4 separate regions of the Mus musculus genome follow, and regions 2, 3 and 4 are each linked to region 1. A link is a contact called in public HiChIP or PLAC-seq data. All regions are on one chromosome and are shown on one strand. Each heading gives the region's core, a stretch centred on a gene start, on an enhancer-like site or on the middle of the called end of the contact. The rest is flanking DNA. Distances are from core to core; before and after follow the strand shown.

Evidence for each region. HiChIP or PLAC-seq counts read pairs in DNA pulled down with a chosen protein or histone mark.
Region 2: a contact with region 1 is called in an H3K4me3 HiChIP or PLAC-seq map of the SCID.adh cell line, with 9 read pairs. The contact joins the enhancer-like site here to the promoter of Cradd in region 1. A contact is called at or near these places in 6 of 39 promoter capture datasets (the C10 cell line, the HPC-7 cell line, HPC-7-derived erythroid cells and 3 more), 1 of 484 Hi-C or Micro-C datasets (bone marrow-derived macrophages), 5 of 115 datasets of contacts at active chromatin or transcription factors (the SCID.adh cell line, bone marrow-derived macrophages, embryonic basal ganglia and 2 more) and 2 of 9 other capture datasets (liver and macrophages).
Region 3: a contact with region 1 is called in an H3K4me3 HiChIP or PLAC-seq map of the SCID.adh cell line, with 16 read pairs. The contact joins the enhancer-like site here to the promoter of Cradd in region 1. A contact is called at or near these places in 11 of 39 promoter capture datasets (the 3T3-L1 cell line, the C10 cell line, HPC-7-derived erythroid cells and 7 more), 1 of 15 datasets of contacts at CTCF or cohesin (the NIH/3T3 cell line), 10 of 484 Hi-C or Micro-C datasets (the AML12 cell line, bone marrow-derived macrophages, brown adipocytes and 5 more), 14 of 115 datasets of contacts at active chromatin or transcription factors (the 230-238 cell line, DN3 thymocytes, the SCID.adh cell line and 10 more) and 4 of 9 other capture datasets (adipose tissue, liver, macrophages and 1 more).
Region 4: a contact with region 1 is called in an H3K27ac HiChIP or PLAC-seq map of embryonic stem cells, with 22 read pairs. The contact joins the promoter of Ube2n here to the promoter of Cradd in region 1. A contact is called at or near these places in 7 of 39 promoter capture datasets (the C10 cell line, the HPC-7 cell line, cranial neural crest and 3 more), 15 of 484 Hi-C or Micro-C datasets (CD4 T cells, CD8 T cells, the G1E-ER4 cell line and 9 more), 8 of 115 datasets of contacts at active chromatin or transcription factors (the 230-238 cell line, effector CD8 T cells, embryonic stem cells and 3 more) and 3 of 9 other capture datasets (adipose tissue, liver and pancreatic islet).

Annotation. Positions count from the first base shown.
Region 1 is chr10:95,320,600-95,326,247 of GRCm38.p6, reverse strand. It overlaps Cradd (CASP2 and RIPK1 domain containing adaptor with death domain), which reads left to right and starts at 2,539. Exons shown (of 3, transcript NM_001330138.1): 1 at 2,539-2,779; 2 at 3,359-3,662. The coding sequence starts at 3,365.
Region 2 is chr10:95,065,294-95,070,941 of GRCm38.p6, reverse strand. No RefSeq gene overlaps it. Among named protein-coding and RNA genes, the nearest start is that of Gm29684, 78 kb to the left of the region's middle. Within about 2 kb of position 3,016, at least 7 of the 459 cell types and tissues checked have an H3K27ac peak or open chromatin away from gene starts, as enhancers often do. A contact at or near this core is called in the SCID.adh cell line, where this site is marked.
Region 3 is chr10:95,117,744-95,123,391 of GRCm38.p6, reverse strand. It overlaps Gm29684 (predicted gene, 29684), which reads left to right. Exons shown (of 4, transcript NR_131146.1): 4 at 1,091-2,810. Among named protein-coding and RNA genes, the nearest start is that of Gm29684, 25 kb to the left of the region's middle. Within about 2 kb of position 3,116, at least 25 of the 459 cell types and tissues checked have an H3K27ac peak or open chromatin away from gene starts, as enhancers often do. A contact at or near this core is called in the AML12 cell line, the SCID.adh cell line, liver and 3 more, where this site is marked.
Region 4 is chr10:95,512,680-95,518,327 of GRCm38.p6, reverse strand. Ube2n (ubiquitin-conjugating enzyme E2N) reads right to left here and starts at 3,166. Exons shown (of 4, transcript NM_080560.3): 1 at 3,091-3,166. The coding sequence starts at 3,120. Gm46239 (a long non-coding RNA gene) reads left to right here and starts at 4,072. Exons shown (of 2, transcript XR_001779843.2): 1 at 4,072-4,128.

The DNA.
Region 1 (5,648 bases), core at 1,290-3,789:
CTTTATTTTACACTTTAAGGTGGGAAGCAGGTTTACAGGAAATCACCTGAGTGCTGACTCATTCCTTGTTCACAACCCCTCACAGGAGAACAGAGTGAACATCAAATATAATTAGCCCCAGGGCTATCCACAGCAAATCTGTTTTAATCTTCTGTCTCCTCCTTCTCTGGCTCATTCTGTATTTACCTGTGTCTAGCTTGTCCTCTCTCTGCAAACTGTCCGGGTAAAATTGTCCTCTTTCCTTCTTCACGGCTTCCTTTCCTCTCTCCTCTTGTGAGAGTTGGGCATATCCAATTCTGTCCAGTCTTTCTCTGATTCGTCACTTTGCCACTCAACTAGATATCACTTTCAAACATGGGTGCTTCATTTTTACAAAGTAACTTTACCTCCACTGTTTGGGATTAAGGACCTGTTTGTATTCCAGCAAGAGGGACTGAAGCTGTGTGCTAAGGGCTGAGCCACACCACAACTAGAAACAGATTTTTTTTTTCAATAAATAAGAAAATCTTGGGGTTCATAGTGTGATCAAGTATCCGGCAAAGTAGGAAGATTCCCTCCTCTGAGCTAAAGGTTTAACTCTCCTCTTCCTATAGTTGTGTATTTCAGTATGTTTTTGTTTTTTCTCCTGGCCCCTGCTACTGAAATAAAAATTCTGAGATTCAAACCTATTTACAAATACCTAGTTCATTAACTTTGCCTGTTCCTTGACTCACAAGAAACATTAGCTCATAAATTAATTACCCCATTATTCTATTCTAAATCCTGCCATATGACTGGTTACCTGGTCCTCAGGTTTTTGCTTTGGTCTCCATCAGCATTCTGGGGTCATTCTCTCACCTGTCTCTGTCCCAACATATTCTCTCTCTCTCTCTCTCTCTCTCTCTCTCTCTGCTGGATGTCCCACCTTTTAACTTCATGCCTAAGCTCATTGGCCAATCAGCTTTTTATTGACAGGTCAATGTTTTTATACAGTGCACAAGAGATTTATCTCTATACTCATTTGGATGATCACCGAAGCTGTTGTTGACAGTTATTCACCTTTTATTGTTTTCCTTTTTTTAAAGACCAATGATTCTAGAGCTAAAGATAATGAAGGACCCTCTGTGTAGCTCAAGCTTGTGCAAGGAGGTGACAGTTGGGTGATTCACTAGCAATATTTTGACTGCCATTAGAAGAATAGAGTCAATCATACATGGTTGTGTGGTGTACTGGAAAGAGCAGGAGATCAGAGGGACTTGGTTAGAATTTAGGTTTTACTCTGTATTGGCTGTGAGATTTTGGATGATACAATTGACTTTCCTGCTTCTCTAGACTGCAATGATTTGAAATGCTAAAAAGAATTCCTACCACTTACATAAAAACACTGTCAGTAAGACAGCTAGTGCCTGCATAGAAACCCTGGAGTATATTAGCATTGTAAGTTTGCACATACAGTTGAAAGGTGTTGAGGAAGGAGATTTATAAGTGTCTACTGATATGTTTATAGATATTTTATTTTCAACTGGAGGTACTGGTAGAAATATTCTTTTTCTATTGTCAAAAAATTTTTTTAGCACACACATCCTTTTTGTTACATGTCACCCAACTAATTAATGAGTTTATTAATTGTTTTATTTTATGAAGTAATTTGTGCATGTAGGTGTATATTACTGGGAGTTGAACTCAGGGCTTAACTGCTAGATTAACTTTTGACTAGCTTATTATAGTCAGGCTCTCATGGAGTTTTTTCTGTTAAGATTCAACAATTCATTTACTCTTTCACTTAGATAACGTAGATCACCTGTTCTCAACCTGTGGCTCTGTAACAACCCTTTCACAGTGGCAGTGTAAGACTTATCAGAAAACACAGATGTTTACACTAGGATTTATAACATAGCAAAATTAGTTATGAAGTAGCAACAAAAATAATTTTATGGTTGGGGGACACCATATTACAAGGTCAAAGCATTAGGAAGATTGAGAACTACTGCCTTAGAGTTTTTAAACCACTCTCTCTCTTTTTTAATGTAGGAGAGTGTGCCTCTTTTCCCACAGCAAACATGGCGGAACAAACTTCAACCTGACGTCTTGCGCCCTCAACAAAGATGGCTACAGCACTTCCTGCTCTTGCCTTTAACAAAGATGGTCGCAATACTTCCTGTCTAGGACTTTTGCCCTCAACAAAGATGGTCTTTATGGTACAGGTTCCCTAGCAGTCTGGATTCCGGTTGTAGTTTTAGTTATTCTTTTTTTTTTTTTTTTTAAACGGTACGTGGTCGCAGACGTAAGTAAGATGACTCCATCTTCTCTCGCTGTCCCCGCGCCGTGGCGACATCGCCCCTGCGCGGCTCTCCCGGGGGCTGGACCGGGGTTCGGGTGGCGGTGCCGGGGGTCGGTTTCCTCCGAGAGGACAGTCTGCGGCTTCATTTACCGTGAAAATCGTCGGTAGCTCTAACTGTGCCACAACCACGGCTTTCAGCTGCCGAGACAGGGAACTTTTTACAAGTTCCAAATGGAAACACGCTGCCAAAACAAAACAAAACAAAACGGTCACCCACGCCCTCCTCACCTGCCACCTCCCGATTTGGCGGAAGATCGCGAGCAAGGCTGGGATCCGACGTCCCGCTTGTGTGGGCTGAGGGTGGCAGAAGCCCCGCCCGCCACCCTTGCTCCCCTTGCCTTCATTGCCACCGCAAGCCACCCCGCAGCACACTAGCGACCTGAGCTCATTCAGTGTCCCATGCATGCGTGCTCACGGCCCTACTGCGACCCACATTCCGAATTCTTGTGAGGCTTATCGGTAAAGGCACACAAACACTCATTTTCTTGAGGGTGCTTGTCCTTTCTTTGAATGCTCTATAAACTTCTTTCCTCCGGACTGTCTTCTATTGCTGGTCAGGGTCTATAAATAAATGTCCCTGGTGCTTTTTAGCAGTTTCTAAAGCGTGGGTGCTGGACTAACTCTGGCAAAGCAATATTGAAATCCACTATTTTCTAGCATTTAATTTTATATAATAATATAAATAGATTAATAAATCTGTAATCCTTAGGGATTGCATTTTAAGTAAGGGATCAGATCTGTTTTCTGTTGGCTCTCTTACTGCACAAGGAATTGAAATAGGGCCCCATTATCGTGAGAAGCAGAGGTAGAAACATCCATAATGAGTGTCGTTCATTATGCCGGGAAGTGTTTGAAATATCCGTGGTTTGGCTTAACAGCCGCTTAGGAAACACCGTGGCTCAGCAGCCTCTTAAGATATAAAGACCTGACTGATTTTTGAGGTGCTCATTAATGAGTTTGCAGCAATACACTGACTTTGGGGGGGGGGGTGTCCATCAGCATTCCTGAAACCTAGGTGCTCATTTTGGCTCTTTCCAGGAAGAAATGGAAGCCAGAGACAAGCAGGTACTCCGCTCCCTGCGTCTGGAGCTGGGTGCCGAGGTACTGGTGGAAGGACTGGTTCTTCAGTACCTTTACCAGGAAGGAATTTTGACAGAAAACCACATTCAAGAAATCAAAGCTCAAACCACAGGCCTCCGGAAGACAATGCTGTTGCTGGACATCCTGCCTTCCAGGGGCCCCAAAGCTTTTGACACCTTCCTCGATTCCCTCCAGGAATTTCCCTGGGTAAGAGAGAAGCTGGAGAAGGCGAGAGAGGAAGTCACAGCCGAGCTGCCTACAGGTAGGCCCCAAAGAGATCCCCTCAAAACAGCTCTGGAAGTGTTGCAACCATGCCCAGTGGATTGGAATTTGGTCTTTTAGGAGGGACCAGGGCCACGAGCATGGGCAACGGTTTGGATGCAGAGGGCATGGCGTCGGAGGGTCAAGACGAGGAGGCGGTGTTAGGAAACTCGAGGAAGGAAGGGAACATGAACCCTGAGGCTGAGGGGTTAAGGAGGGAACTGAGAGTACAATTTAGACATGCTTCCAGGGGAACTTGGCAAGTCACATGGGAGGCTTGTTCTCATCGGAGAGCCAGGTCAATCTGAGCCCTTTGGCAACAGGAACCGTTTGGAAAGCGCAGATGGGAATGCAGGCTTTGGCCTACTGATAACTGATTTGTGGGGTGCCAAGCTGCCAGCTGGAGGAGGTCAGATCATGGGAGACAGCCTCTAGGAAGGCATGTCCTGCACCTGTCCCCACAGCCAGCCTCCAAGGCCAAGGGGATTATTTTGAAGCCTGCCTTTAGTTTGTTTTTAAAGGCTGTTGGTGTAAAGTGGCCCTTTAAAATTCAGCTCTGTGCAGACACCTGGGGAATTTTATTTTGCAAGGGCAGTAATTTGGGGGTGCGAGGGGGGGGCGGATCTTATTTTGATTTTTTTCCAGGAAAAAAAATCCCTGGAAGCAGTGATCTGAAAAGAAACAGCTTGGTGCTTGTGAGAGGAAGGTGCTGCGGTATAAATCACTGTTTTCTTCAACTCCTCCCAGATATACTGCTCTTTCACAAAGATGAGGGACTGACCTAGAAAGATTAATTTTTTTTTTTAAATAATAAAATGGAAAGTTAACCAAGCCAAACCAAATCAGTAGATTTCCAGAGTTAAGAATTCAACGTTTTCTGGTTTTCAGTATAGATATGGACCAAGTCAGTGGTCTCCAGAATTTATTGTTAATGGTTTTTAAAAATGACTGTAACAGAGCTGGTGTGTGTGTGTGTGTGTGTGAGTGTGTGTCAGCAGCGACATTGGTGTCCTGCCTTTATGGAGGCAGAGGCAGGTGGTTCTTTGTGAGCCCAGCCTGGTCTACATAGCAAGTTCTGGGATAGCCAGAGCTACATATTGAATCCCTTTCTACACTCCCAATTTTCAAATAACTGTAATTGGTAACAACAACAACAACAAAAAAAATCAAATACTACCAGTAAATTACTTTTATAATTTAAATGTAAAACTATGGGTCTTATATTTTGAATGGTTCTGAGAGCACATATGATAATTATTTTTTTAAAATTAATGACATATATCTGAATATTTGACCAGAATGGGATAGCCAGTTAATTTAGAAAGACCTGGTGAACACTCAGTGGAAAATCTAAAAATATCTTTATTCCTAGGAGCTTGTCCAAATTACATGTCTTTTTGAAACCATGAGAATGCCGGCCTTTGAGGACCTCTAGAATTTTCAGCTTGGGTTGTCCTTAGAAAATTACATATTCCATGTGTCTGAACAAAACCAGGACCAAGTATCCCTGACATTTCTACCACATTATTACAAGCAGAATATATAACATGGAGTTGCGGAGGGAACATCAATGAGTTGTGCCTTTCTGGTATTCACATCGAAGGCTCTCCTGGCCGCACGCAGTTGGAAATGACAAAAGACCCGAATGCTTTTCACTCCCAAAATGTTGAGTTTAACCAGGTGATTATTTTGGGTTATATAAACGTTGTCATGAATTGTCATAGACATGAGACCCTCATTCTCACTTCTTCAGGTTTATTCAGAGAGCAAGAGAGAACTAAGATATCCTGAAGACATTAAAAAGTTAAGGAGAAACGGAGGGGAAAGGCGCTTTTATATCTAGCTGTTTATCTTCTATGTATGAGTGCTGCATCCTGTGTGTCAGTATGGGCACTGCGTGTGCCTGGTGCACATGGAGGTGGGAAGAGAGGGCAGGAGCCTTGGCAGCAGAGCTGTAGATGGTCGTGAGATGCCATGTGAAAGGCAA
Region 2 (5,648 bases), core at 1,767-4,266, 260 kb after region 1:
ACTCACTATGGCAAACCGTGTGGAGGGTCTCCCTAAAACTAAAAAGAGCCTACTGTGTGACCCAGCAGTCCCATTATTTGTCATGTATCCAAAGGAAATGAAGTAAGTATATCTAAGAAATCCTGGGGCTCCCAAGTCAACTGTAACACTATCCATACCAGCCAAGACATGGAAGTTTCCAAGGCATATCTATCCGCATATGAGAAAATAGGGAAAATGTGCTAAATGTTTTAGTTAGGGTTTTACTGCTGTGTACAGATACCATGACCAAGGCAACTCTCTTAAGGACAGCATTTAATTGGGGCTGGCTTACAGGTTCAGAGGTTCAGTCCATTATCAAGGCAGGGGCATAGCAGAATCTAGGCAGGTATACGGTATGGGAGCCGAGAGTTGTACATCTTTATATGAAGGCCTCTAGAAGACTGGCTTTCAGGCAGCTAGGACAATGGTCTTAAAGCCTACCCCCACAGTGGCACACTTCCTCCCACAGGGCCACACCTCCAAATACTGCCACTCCTGAGCCAAGCATATTCAAACCACCACAGCAAGTATACACTATATGTTCATGCACTATTAAAACTGAATATTTCTGCTTGCGGTAATGTGGATAAAATCAGAGGACATCATGGTAGGTGTAAGACGACAACACTGAGTGTTCTACATCACTGGCAGTAGTTGAGAAAAAAATGGCTACATGTAAAATGAGAGGGAAATACTTGCTATTAGAGACAAAGAAGACAGAGGGGAGATGGGAGGAGTTAGGTTGGATGTACCAGCACAGAGCTAGAGGGGAAGTGTCCAATCTGACGCACAGCAGGATAATGATAACCTAGACAGTATGTTTCAAAGTAACTAGAAGTGTTTGAAGAGGTAAATATGATAAATATCCTGATTTGGTTATTATAAACTGCACAATGCAACACATTTTACACTCTACAAATATGTATTATAAAATAGCATGCATCCACCTAAATATGCTTCAATAAAAGAGTCTGGCTAGCGTGGATTCCAAATGAAGATCTAGCTTTCAGATTGAGAGGGGGTAAAGGAGCCAAGAAGGGGAGATCTGACCCCCTTTCTATTTGAAGTGACCAGTGAGAAGTGTTACGTCTGGATCAAATTAGCACTGTTTCGACAAGTTTACATGCACGCGGTTTACAGCAGGACATGGGATCAAGTACCTGCATTAATCTGAGATGCCTCTTCTCTGGAAACATCAAATAGGGCCAAGACTATTTGGACCAAGTGACTCTGAGAAAGATACTCGGCATGGTACCAGCCATCAGCTGTTGGCTGCACTTGTCAAGATACATGAGCCTATGTGTGTTCTAAATCACTTTCAGTGTCGATGTAAAAAGCAAAAAACCAACCAACCAACCAAACATGCAAACAAACCAAAAAGCACCTGGAACTCACTGATAAATAGTATGTGGATGCTCCCAGAAGAAAGAGAAATCAAAGCTCACCACCATGGTAAAGTGGAAGTCAGCTTGCTTTACAAATGTCGAATGATGGGCTGGGATCAAGACTGGATGTGATAAGGCAAGTCTATAAGCCCCAACCTTGAGGCTCAAACGGGATAAAGAGTTTGATGCTAGCCTGAGCTGCACTGTGAGACTTGTCTCCAAAAGTCAAAAACACCAAACCAAGCCATCAGCAGATTTGAAATAATTCATTAAAATTCTCTCAAGATTAAAGAAAGTGCTAAAACTGGGCACTGCCGATTGTGACGAAGACTTCACCCACAGAATTCTCTAGAGTCTGGGATTTTAACTCTATGATTAAGTATTTGGCCAGTGTGAGGTTGTGACTTGATGGGTTCAATCCGAAGCCCTGTAAAAGAAGTGCACACATACCAAAGGGAAGGGGGAGAAAAGAAAGGAAGAAAACATGAGCATGGGGTATGGGTCTAAGAGGCTAAGAAAAGAGGATATTAGGGGCTGGAGAGATGGCTCATTGGTTATGGACACTGACTGCTCTTCCAGAGGTCCTGAGTTCAATTCCCAGCAACCACATGGTGGCTCACAACCATCTGTAATGGGGTCCGATGCCCTCTTCTGGTGTGTCTGAAGACAGCGACAGTGTACTCATACATAAAATAAATACATTTTTAAAAAAGAAAAAGAGGTTATCAGATTTGAAGTTACCCTGGGCTGCATATGCAACCAAACCATGTCCTTGAAAAATAAAATAAAATAAAGTTAAGCAGGCCTGGCATGGGGGTTCATGCCTAGCAATAGAGAGGTCGAGGCAGGAAAATCAAAAGTTCCAGGTTACCCTCAGCTCTCTAGTAAGTATGAAGCCAGTCTAAGCTACATGAGACTCCAGCTAATAAAACGCTGTTAAGAACATAACCTTGTTCTTTAAGGAAAATGGGTTTTGACATGAACATTAAATTTTTTCTGCACTTATATGAACCTAACTACCAAGTGAATTTAGACATAAAAGTTGTACTTCTTAAATATTACTAGGAAACCAGGAAGAGCTCAGCAGGAGGTAGAAAGAAAAATCAGCCTGGGGTCTAGCCAGCCTCAGCCTAAGGCTCTGTCCCCTAGAGAGGAGCCGGGAGGAGGCTTGGTTCCTATGCAGCCATTTCTCAAAAGCATCTAGAAATCCTCCTTTGTGAGCCCCTTCAGGGCTTATAACACTGGGGGGAGCCTGTGTGGAGGGTGGGCAGCTTCCCTGCTTTATGAAGAGGCCGCTGTGGTCAGATGAGACTTTTGGAAAGCACACTTGAGGGTTTGAAGGCAGCAGCTGGTCTTTCTCCTCTCGTGCGTAAGCAAGTCCCTACAGGAGTGATTCTATCAGTTCATTAAGGCTCAGAGGAAACGGTGATGGGGAACAAGCATGGAATCTTAATGGCGTGCAGCTATGGTTGGAGCTAATAAAGATGACGCTGCCTTTTCCAAGTTTGGCTTTTACGTTGAGCACGATAAAAAGGAGACGAGGGGATCAACTCGGTGTCCTCTAATGGAGCTCAATTCTGGGGCAGTCCAGGATTTCTGGGGAGAAGAATCAGGAGTTTGAAGGGTCTCCCAATAGTTGTTCTCTTTTGTGACTGATTCCTCTCCACCCTCAGGATTGAAGAATGGCCAGCTAACAGTAGGGAAGGGTCATGGGAAAGAAAAGAAAAGCCCAGACCTTCCTTTATTCACATAAGTCACAGGTACAAGACGGGGGGGGGGGCAGAAATAGAGACAAGAAAATAAAACCACCTGTAAATTTGCTACCAAAACCTATCCCAGCCAGTGTAGTGGTATATCTCTTTAATCCTCTCATCATGGAAGCAGGTGGATCATGATGAGTTAGAAGCCAGGCCTGGTCTTCATAGGTAGTTCCAAGACAGCCAAGACTACATAGTGAGACCCTGTTTCAAAGAAAAAAGAATAGAAAAAGAAACATCTCTAATATATTAATATATGCTGGTATATCGTTTTCAAAATGCTTATAAATTAATTGCATAAATATAATTTTCATATGCACATATAAGTAGTCATGCAGTCATAAAATATATTTTCCTTCCAAATAGTATATTATAGATTCTTTAGTTTTGTTTCCTCTTAATAATGCATGAATGTCACACATCCATAAGCGTACTCTATCATTGTAAATAGCTACTTGCTGGTATTTTCGTGGTGGGTTATAATATATTAGCCAAAGTCTAATTTTAGACCTTTACATTTCAACAGGTTCTTGTGATCTTTTGAGCAAAGCTGAGATATCCCTGCTTAGGCTTGAGGTTTTAATCTTCTCTCCCAATGTCTCCTTCCCGACAGTGAAGAGCGCTCTGTTGCTTGTTTCTTGCTGTGATCTGAGCTTTATTTTTTCTAGAGGCGAAGCCTTTAGTCAGGAAGGTAGAGCTTCCTAATTGGGATTAGAAGCTTTATAAAACAGATCTCAAAACTTTTACTCTCCCTCTACACCCTGAGAAAACACAGATAAAAGCAGACAGGAGAGGCAGAAAAGATAGTTGCCTGCCCACAAACAAGTGTATAGATCCTTATCTAAGTAGTCTCTATGTAACCTTAACCTTGGACTTCCTGGTCTTCAGAATCGTAAGAAATAAACGTCTTTTGTTTATAAGTTAGTCAGTGTGTGCTGTTCTGTTATGGTATCTAAGATGCTCCTGATACCAACTGAGCGTGTTCATTGCAGAAAGCTGATATATTAAGTGGGGAGGGGAAGTTAGTCCCGTGAAAAAGTAAGTGAGCATCCTTTCATGTATGTAACTATGGATTGTATATAGATAAGCATGATAACATATGTGTATTCTATATATGTGCATGCACACATGTGATGTACAAGGACATACTCATTTTGTTTTAAGCAGAGTAGATGTAACTTAATGAAGGAAAATAAAGAAGAAACTCATGAGAATGGGAGGGTTTCTGAAGGGAAAATATCCCCGAAGGACATGTTTTTAAAGATGCCGGTGATATATAATTCTCGGTGTTTTCACAATATATGGCAGACACCCCTCCAGGTCAACTAGTATAGGTTATTAATTTTTAACTCCTATGTGGTGTTCCATCCTAAGGATTGTCATACTTCATCCAGGTATTCTTTTATTAATGGATTTGGTTTCCCATCAACTTTCAGTTATTAATACTGAAATACTAAGGTTGCAGTGATCATCCTTGTACATAGATACTTGCACACTAGGGGTTGTTAATTTCTATAGTTTATGGTCCCTGGAGTGGAACTCTGCATAGAATTGCATGTGCGTGTAAATTTTTAACAGAGGCCATAAATCCCTTTTACATGTGTCTGCCGGTGATAGATGAGAGCGCCCTTGCCCCGAATCCCATCCCTGATAGCATTAGGTGCTATTACATTTTTATGCTTGCCCCTGAGATGGGGATCGTCATAGTCATTTTAATTTCCATCTCTCTGCCCATTAGGGGAACCTGAACATTTTATCTTACTTGCTTTTCTGGCAATTGCCTTTTCCTATCTCCAACCCATTTTGCTATCAGTTTTGACTATTCTTATCTTTTTAAATTGTAAAAGAGCTGTTCTTAAATTATAGATATGAACTTGAATCCATCATTTGAATTTAAAGGATTTTCTCCAACTTGTTTGCCTTGGGACTTTATATTTGGTATCTCTTGAGCTCTCTATAATGCCTAAGAATTTTATGTATATAGATGTGTAATATACATGGTACATATATTCTTCTATTAATTAAAAACATGTCTTCTGGGCCAAGGAGATGGCTCAGTAGATAAAGGCACTTGCCACAAAACTTCAAGACCTGTGTTCAGTCCCCAGATCCCCCAAATTATCCTCTGATTTCCACATACATGCTATAGCATATACATGTATTGTGCATGTTCACACTCATACCACCTCCTCCATATGTGAATAAATGAATATAAATAAATAACAAAAACATGAACCCAACAGCACCAGAAAAGAACAAGTGGTTAGCTCTTACCATGACCTTTGCTCTGCTTGGGTTTTTGTTTTTTGTTTTTTTTGTTTTTTTTTTTAGGGGGGGGTGTTTGTTTTTGTTTTTGGCTCCAGCTGAATCCAAAATGGCTGGTTCTGGAGCTAAGAAGGACTTTAGGTAGGCCAAGCCAAGACAGTTAGATTCTCACATACAGAGCACTGGCTGGTAGTTGCTTGTGGACCTTATTAATGAACAC
Region 3 (5,648 bases), core at 1,867-4,366, 200 kb after region 1:
TTTTGCAAGGTCTGGAGCTGACGTATACTCTTTATGACATTTTAATCTCTGAGTAATAGATTCTGAGTAGTAGTTATTGCTTCGATGAGACACCACAAGCAAAGCAAGTTAGAGAGGAAAGGATGTATTTGGCTTACACTTCCACATCCATAAGCCATAAGTGAAGGAAGTCGGGATAGGAACTCAAACAGGGCAGCCACCTAGCATATAGAAGCCATAGAGGAGTGCTGCTTACTGGTTTGCTCAGCCTGCTATCTTATAAAACCTAGGACCACCAACCAAGGGATGGCCCCAGACACAACAGACTGGGCCCTCCCCCATTAATCACTTATTAAGAAAATGCCCTACAGGCTTGTTGACAGCCTAATGTTGTAGCAGCATTTTCTTCATTGAGATTCCTCCCTCTCAAATGACTTCAGCTTGTGTCAAGTTGACAAGAAACTATCCACCACAGGCGCCTATGACACACACTTGCTGGGAATCTCACAGTATGACTCAAGGCAAGCTGAGTGAGGGTGTGGGCAGCCCTCCTTCAGAATAAGGATAATTATTCCCCTGGTCCCAGTAGACCCCATTATGAAATTCCAACTGATCTCACTCTTCTCTCACATCGTGGTTCTTTGTATTTCTCTGCTCTGAACCCCTTCTGTTCATTTTTCAGACCTATGGTTGAGCATGGCAGAACAACACAGAAAAGAAGAGAGGGTCTCCATCCAAGGATGCAGTTGTAGATGAGGGGGCGGGCACCACACTCATGGCCATTTTTTTTTTTAACCTCCAGCTGAGAGCATTGATTGGACCATTAGCCAAGGAGCTGTGGGATTTCACAGGGTCTGCCCACCCTGGTTCAGGCCTGGTTTAGTCACCATAAGCTTCACATGGCAGAGAAAAATAAACTCACCTCGAAGTTTGATTCAGTCCTGGGAAAACTGCCGCCAGCACACCTTTGGTGTCAAGGTCGCTCCTTATCTTATCAGTAAAAATCCCCTAAAACTGCTACGGGAACTTCGGCTCCCTGTCCTCATAACCTGGAGGTGTAGCTTTCTTCATGCTTTGAGAATAAAGATAAAATGAATTATTAATTTTCCAGGGCAGCAGCGGGTGATGCTTGGTCAAGGAGTGAGGAAGACGAGCAGTCAAACTTCTATACATACGGCAGGGAAAAGTCATAGAAGCAGGCGGACTGGAGGAAGCCAGAGGTGGGGAGTTTCCAGAACGGCTCTCGGAAGGAGCAGTGGCCTTTGTATAGTGAACCTCCAGCTCCAACTTCTTCCTGGATTCACAGCCAGAGAAGTCATGCCGTGTGGAAGCCTGCTGGTTTCTAGAACTCCATAGAACATCTACCTCTGTCTGGGTGATTTCTGGTAATCAGCAAAGCCTGGAAATTTTGAATCATCTCCATCAGAAACAGACAAGCTATCTTCTTTTCAGTACGGGGGACCAAACTAAGAACCCTGTACAAGCTAGACAAATAATCTCTCGATGCAGCACACCCTCAGATCCCTGCCCCACAACTGTCTTTTCTCCCTGCTAGTAAAACTTTCCAATCAAAATCATTTTCCCACAATTAAAAAATTATAACTTAATACATATACATGGAAAAATAAGAAATCAAGATTAACTTGTAATTATTAAAACAGAATAAGGCACCAGCCAGCCTTATTTCTGTCTGAGCTGGTTCCCTTTTTCTAGAAACCATTTCTGTAAATTATAAAGTTTTAAATTCCATAATGGTTACCTTCTCATTGATTTAAAAAATGCTGTACAAACTTTTGTAGTTTACTATATTTATTCTCTACACACTGGCCTACTATTAAAGTGACTCTCACTCACTCTTTCCTCTGAGGCCCCCTACTTCCCAGGATCTATCATTAGCTTCAATGGGGGGCTTTTATAATTTAAAACCTACCATGGCGTTTCTATTAATCTTCCTATGTAATATCTTCTGAAACAAGATTTTGATAACTTATCAATGAAAATTCAATATTGAGTTGGGAGAGCAGGGTGAGATGCATGTGCTGCCACAAACCTATAATCCCATGGCTCGTGAGGCCGAGGCTGCAGAATGAGGGCTAGAAGCCATACTAGGTTACATAACACGTTCCAGGGTGGCCTCGGTTACAGAGTGAGACTCTCTCAAAAAACAAGTCAAACAAAATATACACACAAAGAAGAAAAACAAACAAACAAACAAACAAACAACACACACACACCAAGTTGTAACCTGTAATTTAGATATGAAGGTCACAATGAAATGGCTAGAAAGAGATTTTTGGTTTTTTGTGGTTTTTTTTCCAGTAATAATACAATCTCAGGGGTCACAGTATGAGCGAGCAAATGTCCTGTAACAAAATTATCTTCATGTGTAGGCATCCACTAAAGGAAGTTTTGAACTTTCTCTGATTGGTCTGACAGGCATGCAAATAGCGATTCTGTAGTCTCTGAAATATTTTGCATTATAGCTGAATATGAAAGAAAAAATGATTAATTTACTCCTTAAAATTTTTTATTGTATTTATTTATTGGTGGGGGCATGCCAAGGTGCACACTCCAAGGTCAAAGGACAGCTTATAAGAATTGGTTCTCTCCTTTGACCCTGTGGGTCCTGGAGATTAAACTCAGGTCATTTGGATTGCATGCCAAGTGTCTTTATCCACTAAGCCATCTCACCAGTCCAAGAGTAATTAGTGATCAAATATTATGAACTTATACTAAGTTACCATTATATTATGAAGTTTATAGATTTCCTATTATTGTTGTTATTATATACATATGTGTGTATATAATGTGTGTAATAAAATGTCAAATGTAAATGTATGTATTATGTACAGTATACTTTGGGAATGATCATGTGAAAGATATTTAAGTTTCCAAAAGCACACATTTTCCCAAGGATACTTTTCAGCCACGTTCATGAGCCATCTTTGCCACTCAGTTGCGAGAATCTCAGAGAGCTTAGCCACCGCCCTGCTGACTGCTACCGCTCTGCCTCTGCCTGGCAGGTGGACACGCTCCTTGGGGTATCTTCAATGAAACTGTTCCCCACAGGTCCAGGTGTTTGAATATCTGATTCCCAGTTGGTGGAGCTATTTGGATAAGTTTAGGGTGTTTGGCTTTGCTGGAGGAAGTGTGTCACGAGAGAGGAGGGCTTGGGGTAGGGGTTGAGGTTTCAAAAGCCATGTGTCATTCACAGGTCAATAATTACACAGGTCAATAATTACATTCACAGGTTAATAATTACAGATTAACTTGTAATTATTAAAACAGAATAAGGCACCAGCCAGCCTTATTTCTGCCTCGTGCCTGTGGTTCAAGATGTGAGCCCTTAGCTTCAGTTCTGGATGCCGTATTTGCAGCTTACAGCCACATAAGGCTCACACCATGACAGACTCTTTCCCCTCTGGAACATGAGCTAAATAAATCTTTTCTTCCATAAGTTGCGCACTCATCATGCCTTATTACAAGAATAGGAAAGAAACTAACCCCTCTACTTCCCGAGGCCCTTCCTGTACACATATCTCCTCTCTGAGACATTATTAATAGTCTTACTGCCTCCCTAGATCCTGGAGGAGAAATGTAGTCTCCCCTTTCTTGAGTCCTACAAACGCACAGCTCCTCACGATATCCTTCCTTATTTTACCCCTCAACTTTACATAGATCACATGGTACAGAATGCCCCAGGATATTCAGCTAAGGCTTAAGTACGGTTCAGATATTTTCCTTGAATGCTGAGGATGTGGCTCAGTTGATAAAGTGCTTGCCTGGCATGCACAAACCCCTGGGTTTGATACACAACAGTATATAAACATGATGATACATATCTGAGTTCTTCTCTGCCAACTGTTTGTATGAAGTCTTACTCACCACCCCATTCTCTTGCCTTGGTACAGGCTGCTGGGTGTCAGAGCCACCTGCACTTACAGCTCAAAGCTAGAACGCTGACCACAGAGTATCTCAGTACCCAGGGGTCACACTTACCAGCATGGAAGAAGTCCCTTGACTTGACTGCCACACATTTTTTTGTCTAGCAGATCATTAGGACCCCCAGGGGTGGATGAATCTCCCACCATATCCTCAGCTGATGGATAATACCCCCATCACAGAAAAAAAAAAGAAAGAACAAAAAACAAATTGAAGGAGCTTTCTTCTTCCTGGTGGTGCTTTCCAAATCTATCGTTCAAGCTGTGAACGTATGCTGTCACTAGTGTGTCTCAAGGTACCTTTGAAAGCAGTCAGTAGACACTGCTACACTGCTACTTTCTCTTTTCAGCTGTTCAACCCTGCTGCCCAGACAACATTACAATGACCTCATGTGAACAGTGGAAGGGCCACGAGATGAAGGGAAAGGATTCCAGCTATGGGTTCAGAGCATCTGTGCTTTTAAAACTGTAGCCCCTCCTGGCTCTGCTCCTAGAGATCTCGCTAGCGCCTTGTGAATGTGGTGAAATCTACAGATGTGTGTGTGTGGGGGGGAGGGGGGTTCAAAAGGCAGAGCGTAGCTTTTCCGGAGTTAAAGGTCTGGGCTCCTCCTGCTCTGAAGGTGGGCTGCATCTTAAGGGAGATGAGAATTAGACATAAAGGGTTAGTGTTTACTCACGACCCATGAACTTGGGAATATAAAGGGGCTACTGCCTTAACACTCCAACATGGGGGCGCAGGAGCCTGAAGGGTTATGTAAGGAGAGAAGAAGGTGTGGGCTAGGATCTAAGTCCTCTTCTCTGAAACACTGCACTGAGTGTGTAACCCCAGGGGGCAGCTCTTGCAATTCTCCTTTTGAATTGTTGTGCTTTGTGTTACTTAAGACATAGACCCAAACAATATGTTTCTATGAATCTGAAGAAAAACTTAACTGTTAACATCTTATTCATCTTCATGGAACTTTTTCTCAGAACTTAGAATGCTCTGGAAAAAGAAAGGGGATGTGAAGAAACAGGGAGATGAGAGCGGGAGAGGAGGGAGAAGCAAAGGAAACTCCAAGGCCCTTCATCAGGCTTGCTCTGCTTGCAGCCCCACGGAGAGGAGCAGCTGTGCTAAGAGGCTCGTGTGTGTGTGTGTGTGTGTGTGTGTGTGTGTGTGTGTAAGTGTTGTGTATATGTGTGAGAGTGTGTGCATGTGTGTGTATGTATATGTGTGTGAGTGTGCATATGTGAGTATGTATGTTTGTGTGTATGTGTGTGAGTGTGTGTTTGTGTGTCTGTGTGTGAGTATGCATGTGTGAGTGTGTGTTTGTGTGTATGTGGGCATATATGTGAGTGTGTGTATGTGTGTGAGTGTGTGTATAGATGTATAAATCTGTGTGTGAGTGTGTAGATGTGTGTGTATGTGTGAGCATGTGTGAGCATGTGTGTGAGTGTGTAGATGTGTGAGCATGTGTGAGCATGTGTGTGAGTGTGTGTGTGAGAGAGTTTCTTCCTTCTTCCTCAGTTTTGCAGCCCAGACTTTTGCCCATCTGGATGCAAACCCTGAAGCTTCCAAGCCTCCAGACTTGGCCTGAACCCAGACCAAAGAAGAATCCCGTTGTCTTATATCTGCTCTCACACTCAGGTTGGGGATGGATGAAGAGGACTTTCCCTTGAGGGTGATGAGTTCCTGGAGAGAAATACACTTCCGAAAAGCAACGTCAGCATGATTTATGCAACAGCCCACTG
Region 4 (5,648 bases), core at 1,917-4,416, 190 kb before region 1:
TAACATTACCTACTGCTCACAAATAGACTAATGCCAACAGGACCATGAGGCAGGAAGCACCATTTTAATAAATGCCCAAACCAAACCATCCAACTCAAACTATGTAGTATTTGCAAGATAAAATACTGCCAGGTATGGTGGAATACACCCAAAACTCAGAGGCAGATGCAGAGACAACTGAGTTACACAGTGAGATCTTGTCTCATTAAAAAAAAAAGGTAATATTAATATAATCAACAGTAAAGTTCATCCTTTGAAAGCCAAAGGCTACCAAAAAATAAAATAACCCAATAAAAAAGAGTATGTATCTGTGACCTAAGCTACCGCTACCCCCTGCTTAGTCGTAACCTATTTGAAACAAGGTCTCACTCACACTCCCATGCTGGCCTCCACTAAACAGCCTTGGATGATTAACTTCTAAGCCCTCCTGCCTCTATCACACTGGGATTCTATGACTGAGTCGGGTGTGGTGAGGTAAACCTTCAATCCCAGAGAAGCAAAGACAGGTAGTTTCTGAGTTCCAGGCCAGCTAGGTCTACGGAGTGAGCTCCACTGCAGCCAGGGCTACAGAGAAACAGTCTCAAAAAACAATAAATACGTACATAAACAACCACCATGGCTGGTTTACGTGCAGTGTTGAGGATGGACACAGCAAGGCTTCAGGCATACTAGGCAAACACTACCAAACTACATCTCCAGGCCTAAAGTTACTTTTCAAAATAAATTTTAATGTAAATATGTTTTCTGCTTGGGGTGTTACTCTGTTGAATAGCACATATAAAAGCTCTTCTTTTCTTTTCCTCTTTTTTGTTTGTTTGTTTGTTTTTATTTTTTGGTTTTTCGAGACAGGGTTTCTCTGTGTAGCCCTGGCTGTCCTGGAACTCACTCTTGTAGACTAGGCTGGCCTCGAACTCAGAAATCTGCCTGCCTCTGCCTTCCAAGTGCTGGGACTATAAAAGTGTGTGCCACCACTGCCTGGCAAAAGCTCTTATTTTCGACTCAATCCCCAAAACTAGAAAAAGAATTTTTTTTAACTGATAATACAAAAAATGAATACCAAAAACCAAAAAACCAAAACCCTAATCTCTTAATCTGCCCTAGTGGTTTGGAAAAAAATAGTCCCTTAAAGCTAAAAGTATTAAAGTCAATTAGTATTAAATAAGTATAATAAAGTACTATAAAGTGAAGATTATATATTACAGCATGGGTTTGCCACTATCTTGTTTTAAATAAGCAAAAGGAAATGTATACTTAAGCATTGGGTGCCAAATGAATTGAAGAGCACTTGAATTTTCTGCTGTAAAGCATTTCTGTAAGCTTATAACAAATATATTCCACAGAGTTTATTTTCTCAGTCAAGGCCTTCATATTACTGCAGAGTATCAATATCAACTGTTCAGTTTACTGGGCATTTTACAGAACTGTATTCATTATCAATCTCTGCTATGTCTAGTCAATAACCAAAGTAACAAATAAAAACTTGATGGCCTGTGAAGCGAAGCAGCCATTTATCAAACGGAATCTTGGTTTACATGATCACTAGTGGCTATGTGCATATATCAGAACTAAACTATATTCGGGATCTTCCAATGCCCAAAAACCTACTTGGAAATGTTCTAAGATTCATAACACAGCAATAAACATTTGTTTTAAGATTCCAGTGCTCGCTGGGCAGTGGTGGCACACGCATGCTTTTAGTCCAAGCACTTGGGAGGCAGAGGCAGGCAGATTTCTGAGTTCCAGGACAGCCAGGGCTACACAGAGAAAAACCAATAAATAAGTAAATAAATAAATAAATAAAACAAATTTAAAAAGGAGATTCCAGTGCTCGTGGAAAATGTATTCTTCCTTTGTAAGAGTTTTTATCCTATGAAAGGGCTTGTTTTTCTAATTCAAGCACCTTTCTGTCAATGACACCCCAGCCTCACAGACATTTGTGACTGCCTGAAGAACTACAGTGTCTCACACCCTTCAAAGAGGCCCTCCACTTACTTTGTACAAATCTCCCCTAAAACTTTGGAAGAGTGGAACAATGCTATAAATATATGTTCAGTGGATTACAGCAAGCAAAGTGAAGCTTCAATTTGAGCACTTAGCTGGCAAACTGGGCAGTGCAAGATTTTTTTAACCAATTTCCTACATTAAAAAAAAAAACAGATGCCAAAAAATGTTAAAAATTTAGTTTTCTTGGGTTATAACACTATGAAGACTTAATGGTGTTATGTAAAGATTTTAGGAAATCAAGATACGAGGTTTATACCCCCGTGGTTCCTTATGTATTTATCAAAATTCAGTATCCCTAAAGAGCCCCAGGGCCGCTCAAATAAGGCGCACAAAAGCTGAGAGGCAAACTGTTTCACAGATCATCCCCATAACCGAGGCCCTTGAGGCCCTTGCCTCGGAGAAGAGAACAGTCTCCAAAGAGTTAGCCAGCCGAAGTACAATCACAGCGCTACCCAGCAGAAACACCGGGAAGCGAACGCGGAAGCCAGGGCAACCGGGCGGCCAGCCCCGGACGTCGCTAGGAGGTGCGGGGCAGCCAGGACCAACCTGTGCTGTCGCCGGCAGAACCCCGTGGCCCTCCCGGAGCGGCCTCTCCCGGCCCGCGGCCCCGCCCGGCTCTCGGGGTCGGTCCATTCATTCCGCACCCGGGACTGCCGCAGCCCCGAGCCCCTGCGGAGGAAGAGAAGGGAGCTCCGGGGCAGAGCGGCCGGCCACGGGCCACCACCCGCGCCCAGAGTCCAGGCCACGCCGCGATTCCCGCCCCGCGGAGGAACAGAAGCCGCCGAGGCCCGCACCGGTCCCGCGCCAGAGCCCGAAGCCCGCAGCCCCGCCCTCTCCCGGGCAGCCGCCAGGGCCTCCCCGGCCGCGGCCGCACCGCCCGGGCGTCCCGCTTGTCCGGCGTTCAGAGGCGGCCGGAAGTCTCCCCGGCGCCCCCTCCTCAGCGCCCGACTTCCTCGCCGCCGAGGCCGGACCCTTCTCCGCGATGCCTTAGAGAGGCCTCTCGGAGGCTGCGGAGGGAAGCGGACGGCCGCGCGGCCCGGCGCGCCGGAGCAGAGCCAGTGGCCCGAAGCCCGCCTGGGCGGTTACCTTGATGATCCTGCGGGGCAGCCCGGCCATCTTGTCAGATCCCGAGTTCGGCCTCTGCTCTTGTCTCCGGCTCCGCTCTCCTCACGCTCGAGTGGAAGTCCCGGGCTCCACTTCCGGGGAACGTCGCCGCGCCCGCCTGTCGCTACCTCCGCCGAGGCCCCTCGGGAAATGTAGTCCCTGCTAGGACGCGGGCTTCCGACAGCCTTCCCTCCGACCTGGTGGCCCCCTCCCCCGCGCTCCCCGCCCCAACCCCAGCCGGGGGTGGCGGAAGTGACGCTCCGCGGCGGGGCAGGGACTTGGGGGGAGGCGGCGCGAGGCGGCGCCGAGCTTCTTGGCCCGTGGCAGAATCGGCAACACTGGGCGGCCGGCGTCCACGAGCGAGCGCTGTACGTGCGACCACGCCTGCGTCGGGGGGCGACGTAACAAAGGCCCGGCCCCCGACGCAGCCCATTCATTCATTCGTTCCGTTTGTTCATTCAGCGTGTCCGCAGTGCGCGTGGCGGGCTGGCGCTGCAGCGGTTCCCTGCGGACAGGGCAGGCGGGTCGCGCGCTCCTCCTCGGTGGCGAACAGGCCGGAAGTCAATACCAAAGCTTCTAACTGGGAATAACGCTGCTTGCCAAGGACCACACACACACCCGCGACAAAAAAAATTTTTTCTAAACGTTTAAATTTCACATAAAAAAGGGGGCCTCTCTGGCGCTCCCCAAAAGAGAGTTCGGAACAAGGGAGGAGGCAAAAGGCACGGCCTCTAAACGCCTGGATCCTGCAGGATATTTAATCTTTGTGGTTGTTGGTTTTCCTGAGAAAGGGCTCCCTATGTAACCAAGTCTGGCCTGGTGCTCTCTATTCTGTACGCACCGAGCTGACTTGGAACTCGTGATTCTCCTGCCTCTGCCCCCTGAGTAGAGCTAGGCTTGTGCCACCACTTAAGGTTGAGCCTAGCAATCGAGATTTACGTGCTAACTAGAAGAAGGATCTGATTAGAGTGTAAGGGTCCATGCATGATTCGCTGAAGAATGATACCCCAGACCCAAACGGTATGTAAACGCAGAGAGGGCTTTATTCTGCAGAAGTCCAGCTTGCTAGGGTCTCTCATTCCAAGATGGAGACCTGGAAGTGAGCTCACAGTTCAGATTTAAAGCACATTAGGGGTGTGGTGGGGACATGAGTGGCTGAAAACTGTTGCTGAGGAAGTCTGGAAACTACTGCTGACCCACTGTCCTTGCTTCAGGCCAGGTGGTGGGGCAGCTTCTGAGGCCTGGACTTGCCTAGTTCTTAGAAACAGGGATTTAGGCCTCGTCTTCTGAATTGCCAATTTGAAGTCAGCCTAGCCTTCTCAAGGGGATAGAAAAGCCTGTAATCCCCAAAGGCGTTGGATTACTCATAGAATGAGGGCCCTAAAAGTGGAGGTGTCTCACAAGGATCGCTGGGTGTTTCCATTTCTTTTCATGTTGCTGTGGTAAAACACCCTCCAAAAGCAACTTAAAGGAAAAGGGTTAATTTTAGCCCCAAGTTGCATCACAGGGAGACAATCCCAGCTGGTCACATCAAATTCATAATCAGAAATAGAGTTGGGAGGCAGAGGCAGGCAGATTTCTGAGTTTGAAGCCCGCCTAGTCTACAGAGTGAGTTCCAGGACAACCAGGGCTACACAGAGAAACCCTGTCTCAGAAAAAAAAAAAAAAAAGAAACAGAGAGCAATGAATCTTACATGTTAGTGTTCAGCTTTCTTCATTTTTCCTGTTTAGAATTAAGATGGGTATCCATCAATTAAATCAAGACAGTCCCCACAGGCAGGCCCAGAGGTGTTTCTAGATCTTATCAAGTTGATAACACTAACTTATGGCCGGTGCTTTCAGGAGTCAGATCCACTGGACTTGGAGCTAAGGAAGGTTGTGAGCCACCTTGTGAGTCCTCTGCCAGAGCAACAAGTACCCATTACTGCAAAGCCATATCTCCATAGCTCTGTTCACGAGACTGCTGTTTAGATAGACTTAACATTGTCCAAGGTTATAACAAAATAGTTCAGCTCCTTTCCCAGGCATGTCTGTCAAACCACAAGCCCCACCTGAATGAAACAAAAGGAAAAAGGAAAGGAACACCACTGGTCCTAGGTACAGTGGGTGAGAAAGGTTACTGTAGATAAAAGGGAGAGAGCATAGCTGGGTGGTGGTGGCGCACACCTTTAATCCCAGCACTTGGGAGGCAGAGGCAGGTGGATTTCTGAGTTCGAGGCGAGCCTGGTCTACAGAGTAAGTTCCAGGACAGCCAGGGCTACACAGAGAAACCCTGTCTCGAAAAACAAAAACAAAAACAAAAAAGGGAGAGCATAGCCAGACTGATGTCTGGGAAAGTCCAGAGTGGACATGACCAGACTTGAGTTGGGCTACGTGAGGAGAGGGGGAGGGGAAAGGAGACAGGAGAACCAGGTGCAGCAGCCCGGAAGCCCAGAGAAGCGTAAAAGGCCATGTAACCAAAACGGTTGGATTATACAGGGGAGGGCAGCCCAGCCGCCAGGATGGAGAAGTTTAAGGTAGGATGCTGGGTATGCTAGCTT